2 separate regions of the Arabidopsis thaliana genome follow, and region 1 is linked to region 2. A link is a contact called in public targeted proximity ligation data. All regions are on one chromosome and are shown on one strand. The core of a region is the stretch at or near the end of the contact, and the rest is flanking DNA. Distances in the headings are between cores, read along the strand shown. Region 1 holds the start of AT4G24780 (Pectin lyase-like superfamily protein). Region 2 holds the start of MOS1 (modifier of snc1).

Region 1 (3,645 bases), core at 290-2,789, 40 kb after region 2:
CTATTGATTGTAGGATTAGCACTTCCACCAATCGCATACATCTCCCAATGTGTGTAGTCATTGTTCACCACATGGAAGTATCCATGTCTACACCTACACAACAACAATACAATGGTCCCAAAATTAATCTATATCCATGGTCACAATCACATTAACTACTAACACAAAGTGATTTTTTATTTACCTGGGCATTCTTTGGACAAGGCCTTCACCAAAATGGTTAAAAGCAATGGTAACTTGCATATTCTTGTCACGACTGTAAGTATCACTATGACCAAGCAACATGACCTTATCATGATGTGTCATATGATTGTTAGACAAAGTGATAGCCGTCGAGCCCATGATAGCATCAATAAGTCCATCTTCACAGTTAGAGAACGAACAATGGTCAACCCAAACATGACTTCCTCCAAAGATAGAGACACCATCACCGTCCGATATCGTTCTCCACCCGAAATGCCGTGGAGAGCTCCGCACCATAGCGTTGCCACCTTGCTTGCAATCATGGATATGAATCCCATGGATGATAATGTTGGTCACGTACTGGATCGTTATACAAGGCCCACCAGAGATGTGTACGGAAGCACCACGGCCATCGATGGTCTTGAATGAGTTCATGATTAGCTCTTCTTTGAGCTGAATCGTCATGTCTCGTTGGAAGATGATCCAGAGTGGCTCGTCTTGGACCACGGCGTGTCTTAAAGTTCCGGGCTTGGGGCTAACTGGGTTGTCGTTTCCTGAGTCGGTGACCACGTAGATCCGACCGTCACGGCCACCGATGGCGTTTTTGCCGAATCCAATGGCGCAGTCAGCGAGACGTTGACGGTGTTGCTCCCAGTGAGGGTCACAACGCCAACAGTCGTCGATTGGGTTACCGGTCGTACATGAGAGGTAACCTAACTTCCTTCTTCCTGCAACCGACGCATTAATGCTCCTGCAACAACACAAACACATTGCAAACTTTTGTTAGAAAAACAGAGACTTTTCAAAATGGTCCCATTTTTGTAAAGGCGAGAACTTTGTAACACTATGCTCAAATTGGTTTGTAAAGGTGAGAACTTTGTAACACTATGCTCAAATTGGTTTGTAAAGGCGACAACTTTGTAACGCTAGGCTCAAATTGGGTTTCCATAAAAAGCAGAAATTTAAAGGAGAAGTGGGTTTCAAGTAAATGTGAAGGAAGGGTTAAGGAAAAAAGATGAAAGATTCATACTTGTGAACTTCTTCAACGACAGATTCAGGGTCAGGAACTGGTGAAGATAAGAACAATGGAGCATAGAGAAGAAAGGAGACAATGGTGATAAAGAGCTTCTTCGTCTGCATTTTCATTTCTCTCTCTCTCTCACTTGGATTACAGTACTGTCTCTCTCTCGGATTGTGGTGAGAGAAGAGGGAAGCGAAGGAAGACAGAGGAAATAAGTATTGAGTGGAGAATACAGAGAAGAGGAAATTTTGGGGGTTTATATAAAGAGAAAAAGGACCTCTATACTATTTGTTATTGGAATTTTTAAGGTTTAGGTCCCACTTTTTTTTTTTTAAATCATCTTTAGTTAAAAAAAAACCTTATACTATAATAATGCCTAGGAGGTAGGAACAAATAATATGGTTACATCCGTTACTCAAATCTAATTGTTGACAAAAAACTAAATAAAAAGCCTCCAATCTAATTAGGTCGATATGGTGTACTTTTCAAATAACTTCCACATGACCTGTTTAGCCCAATATATACATTATAGATCCAGGGAGTTGGTGTTAAGTTAGTTAAGTATAAGGATCCATATCAAGTAACCATTATATAGTTTATAACAATATATATTTGCATGTATTTATAATTGTATATTAATGTGTATTTTCATACATTTTAGAACAGTAAAGTCGGCATTGAGAAAAGTTTGACTTTTTCTTGATTGGGCATGTAGAACATGCTTCAGCTTTGTTCTGACCTATGAACTCATGAATTTAATTGTGTATCTACCTCATGGCCTTTCACAAATTTCCAATATATCTTCCATTTGCAAATTGTTTGAACATGCATGTTCTACATTGTCGTGTAGGGGAGGAAGACATCGACGTGCCCTCTTTTAAGTCAAGATAAAGAAGCTGGTGGTGGGAACTAGCGATTCAACCATATCCACTAAGCGTGTATGGGGTATGCCAAGAGCCGTGGATTTGGTAAGTAGTAATGGTTGAGTCGAAGCACTTGTCAGTCAGTTACCTCAGAACTCCGTTTCTTAAACAACATTCTTTATGCATCAAGTGGGATATATATATTAATTATGTTCCAATCTTTCCAAATATACCATAGAATCGAAGAAAATTATCGAATAGCATCATTTGTTCCCACCAAGTTTCTTAGCTCTTCAAAGGGATATTTCGATGATGGAAGACGATTGGAGGACGAGGGAATCTTCAAAATATGTTTTAGTTAGATATTTCTATACTTTTAAATAGATTGTTGCACTGTATATGCTTTACTAATTGCTCCTACCAATAGTTTGATACACTAAATAATTCGTGCGGCACCATTGGGCACTTGCGGAATATAAGAATTTAAAATGTAAAATCTTCCCCAAACGATTTGGATCCTATTGCATTCACATAAAGTATGATGACAACTTTTAAAGTGTGGGATACAGTTTGGTAAATTTTATATCAATATTGCGGGGTTCCTTGTATTATTAGCACATAGCATATAACTCCGATCCAAAGAATTCACTAGGCTTTACTTATAGTTGCATATATTAATTGCAAAACAAAATTAAATAACCATTGGAAAGTTTACGTATCATAGCAGTTATCTGAATATAAACTTTTATTATTCAGAGAAATAAGATTTCCAACCATAGTAATAGTACTACAGCAACATGTCATTCGAGTGGGATATCAAGGGAAAAGGAAGATAAATGATTTAACGTACATGTCAAGTAATCTAGAAACACAAATAGAAAAACAAATAATGGAATGAGATGATGAGAAAGAAAACAGTAGAATCATGTAATAAAATGTCGGGAACACACATTTAATAAGTCGTAATGATTCTATTGAAGATAATTGTCCTTGCATGATCTCCGCCATATATCATTTAAATTTCAATATCCGTATATCTCTATGGACACCTAACTTTTAGATAGGGACTGAATGATATTATAGTGTTGAGGGAATTTTTTAAATAGAAAGGAGTTTATATATTGAACACAAAAATGATAATCAGAAGTGTTTGTAAGAATACTAACTACTTAATTAAGATGTAGAAGAAAATAAGTAGTTTAATATATATTCTTGTCTTAAAACGTAGAAAAAATTAATTGCAGCTATTTGCTTCATGATTGGTGTCGGTGAAAATGTATTGAGAAAACAGTTTGTTTTTCATCGTATTCCTTTCCACTTCATAGTGCACCAATCACGGTACGGGATTTGAAAACTCTCTGGCTTAAAGTCCTTTAGGTAATAGGTGTTGGTAATGATAGGTGGAAGTGGAAAAGCATGGGAGGGAAAGTGATTTGTGGGACATGTAATGTAATGTAATGTAATGCTGCCCTCGTGATTTGCCGGTTTTACGGGATTCCCTAATTGTTAGGTTGTTTTTGACAGTTGAGCATGCTTTTCTCTGCTGGACTCCGTAATCAACTGATACGGTTGCTCTTT
Region 2 (3,741 bases), core at 426-2,925:
ACGAGACTGATCCTTTTTTTGGCTGATATTCGAAGTTATGATTTTTGTAAGAGATTAAAATAACCCTTGAAGAATCTCAAGAGATAAAGGTATGTATAACAATGTGTTTATATTGGATTACGAACCTAACTCATGTACTTAACTCATAAATATTACCAATCACGATTTTAAGAAATTGAATTTTTAATCCTAGTAGACAAATTCTAAACTGAGACTACCTATCAAAATACCTGTAGAATTGCAGGCAGAGGATCAAAAGGTCACAGAACAAATTGGCCACAGTGAAAGGATCGCTAGAAGGCTTTTTATATGTAAACTGAAAAAGAAGAATGTGTAATTAGGTCGAAGCTCTTTGTTTGTTTCTCTCCACGATAAAAGATATTTCCCATTGGGAAAAAGTTATTGTATTTTGGCTTTGGCGTGAAGAGTTTCAGCTTTTCGGTTTGTCAATGGCAGACCTTGGAAACGACAGTACATGAACCGAGTGAGACACTGAATTTATTCAGGATCTCTGTTTACTAGTACAAGACTGGTGAATGCTTTATGTGTAACAATATTTTCTAGATTTACGTCACTTCTCTGTTTTCACATCTAATTAGATTAGCTTAAGGCTCATTATATTGACTATGTAATATTTTGCCCTATATATGTTTAGTGTAATTTACACATTTGGACAAAACGATTTAGGGTGAAATTGTTGTAATAACATATTTTGGGGTGTTGATTGTGAAAGTAACAAAGAGAAGAAAATAATCTCTGCAAGGGTAACATTAAAATAGATAAATGATCCATGGACCAAAATCTACATATTGCCACGGCCCAAATTGTTCAAGAGTTTAGCAAAGATCATATGGGCTGGATCCAAGAGGTTTATTATATTTGGTCATTGTTCAAGTATATTTGTTTTTTTGTTTTCTTTTCATACATTACTGTTTATTGAATATGATTCTATCAAAGGTGAAGTTGTATAAAATGGGGTGGGATCATCATTTGTAAGCATTCAAGTGTCTCGTTCTCTAACTTTCTTAAGTTTGTTGGCTTTCTCTCTAACTCTTAAGTATCAATTTGGAGAAAAGCACGAAAATTTAAAATATGCTAAGACTACTCGTAATAAATTAATAAAAATCAAACTATGCATTATCTAAAATCTTCTGTATATAAAATTTACACAAAATTTTAAAATTTGAAAAAAAATAAGCTAGCGTTGAGCTCAAATCCGCTCAAGATCATCCTCTAGCACCATGTACACAGTGCATGTACGAACACTTCCAACCCTCGATTACAAAACACCGGATTAATATATGATCTTTCCTTAGAATGAGTGTACTCCACAAAGAAACATGAGAGGTTTGGAAGATAAACATAAGCATTACCCAAAAAACCTTATTCATTTGATCATGCCTGCCATCGTCTTACTTCCCTAAACATGTCCTTAAAATGAAGAAGTGAACCTACCACATAATTCAATTTCTCCCCCATTTTTAACATTCGTAAAATGTAAAAGAAAGGAAACTATTTTGTTAAGTATTGTTTTTATGGCTATCCTTTTTTTTTTTTTTTTTGTCAAACTATGGCTATCTTTTAAAATGGGTAGGTAAATATATAAATGATGTTAATGAATAATACTACTCTTTTAATTTATATATATATTTTTGTTTTTTGGAGATAGGTGATCCTTTATTCGCTCTATTTTATTTTAATCGGCATTCATTTTACAATTCACAGGAAAAAAAAAAAGAGAGAGAGGAAAAGCTGAGTAAAACCGTGCAGCCCTGAACTTCGACGCTTTCTCCTCTTTCAACCAATCCGTTGAACGTCGTCGTAATAAGCTTCATCTTCATCAATCATCATCACTTTCTTCTTTCTCCCACAGATCCTTCCTTTTCTCCTTCATCTTCCCCTTCTTCCTTTTCCCTCATCGCCCAGGAACACATCCGATCTGCACCCTCTTCGTTCGATTCTCACAATTAATATCTAGGGTTTGCGAGGACCCCCCCTCTCTATTCAAAAAAAGAGAGCAGATTTTCTCTATAATCCCCTTTGGTCAGTTTCTTCTCTACCTTTTTTTCCCCTTTGTATTCCAGAGGAATCGAGTGATGAGTTTATAGAATTATCGCATTTTGAAGTAATTTGGGTCCTTTTGTAGAGCTTGATTGACATTTCTGGAGACATTTGTATGTTTCAGAGCTCTTTTTTTGTTGCTGTTGTTGTTCTAGCAAGTTGATTGCGAAATTGTCAACATTCTGGGAATACGTCAATTGTTTTTTTAGTATTGCGGTCATTTAGTCTGGAACCTCTTTTGATTCCGCAGTTTGACGATCTTTCATACTTTTAGGTTTCTGTACCAATTTGATTGTCGAACATTGTCTTTCTGTTATGATGGTGAATTTTAGAAAGTATTTCAATTCATGTTGGAGAATTTGTATAGGCAGTCTGATTCTGCAACACATTTCACGGTAGCAGTGTTATAGCAATAGTTCTTCAGTGTCGGTCTTGTTTGATTCTTTGGGATTTGAGCTTCAAATTTCATTTGTGAATCTGATTCTGTATGTGACTTACAGGTTTCAAGTGGTGTAATTGGATCGTGTAGCTGCTTTTATAATGACCTCTAGCACGACAGGAGATCGAAGGTTTCTCTTCTTTCAACTTTATCTTTGTCATGAACTTTTCTATGTTTTTATACTGGATTATGGGTTATATATTGGCCTCTTTGCACGTTACTTGCATGATTTTTCTTTTGATTTGGCCTTTTCTTCATATGAATTACTTGTTTTCGTTGTGCTGTATATTCCAACTGTTGTTAAAATATAGAATCACTATATGTGCCTGGGGTATAGAAGGAAACTCAGGGTGTGGTTTTTCTTTCTTTGAAAGAGCTTGCTTGCATGATAGACATTCACCATGTATTTGTAATAATTTTATTCAACATTATTATTGATTTGCAACATGCCAACATCACCATTTAGATTAAAAGAAGGGAAAGTTGTAAAATGTGTGTAGAAAACATATGTAAAGAGCTGATCGTTTTTTTAATAAATTGTATAATCATTTATACTTTGCTCATTTACACTTAAAGAGCTTTGTATCCTCTGTGGTGATGATGAGAAATTACATGTGCTGGATATTAGCAGATGGGGTACTACAAGAAGAAGTGGCATGACTATATTGGGAAAGGTTGCTGTTCCAAAACCGATTAACTTACCAAGCCAAAGGTATTTGATGAGCGCATGATCACATTTAGACTTCATATATATGTATAATCTCGTTCCCTGAACACTTCTCTTCTGAATTTAAGGTTAGAGAACCAAGGCCTTGACCCAAATGTAGAAATTGTTCCAAAGTAAGTTTGTACCTGTTTGAGATGCTATTTCCCTCATTCTTTTTCGTCCTCAAATTTTAGATGGTTTAATTTTCTTCTGGACATCTATTTTAGGGGAACACTTAGTTGGGGCAGTAAATCATCACTGAATGCTTGGGGGACATCATCCTTGTCACCACGAACTGAAAGTGGCCCTGGTTCACCAAGCCACCTCAGTAATCGACCTTCTTCTGGTGGAAGTGTCACTCGACCTTCAACTGCCGATAGTAACAAAGCACATGACTCTTCTTCTTCTGTTGCATGGGATTCGAACTCGCGGCCTTCATCAGCATCTGGGGTGTTTCCATCTAATCAGCCATCAGTTGCACTACAGCGTCCACATAGTGCAGACACAAGACCAGGAAGTTCCCAGTTATCCCGAT

What was found.
Region 1: a contact with region 2 is called in a targeted proximity ligation map of shoot, with 11 read pairs.

Annotation. Positions count from the first base shown.
Region 1 is chr4:12,770,899-12,774,543 of TAIR10.1, forward strand. AT4G24780 (Pectin lyase-like superfamily protein) reads right to left here and starts at 1,540. Exons shown (of 3, transcript NM_118611.3): 1 at 1,214-1,540; 2 at 185-934; 3 at 1-93. The coding sequence starts at 1,329.
Region 2 is chr4:12,730,824-12,734,564 of TAIR10.1, forward strand. It overlaps MOS1 (modifier of snc1), which reads left to right and starts at 1,676. Exons shown (of 10, transcript NM_001341692.1): 1 at 1,676-2,043; 2 at 2,562-2,630; 3 at 3,132-3,212; 4 at 3,296-3,340; 5 at 3,434-3,741. The coding sequence starts at 2,602. TAR2 (tryptophan aminotransferase related 2) reads right to left here and starts at 508. Exons shown (of 6, transcript NM_202879.2): 1 at 231-508.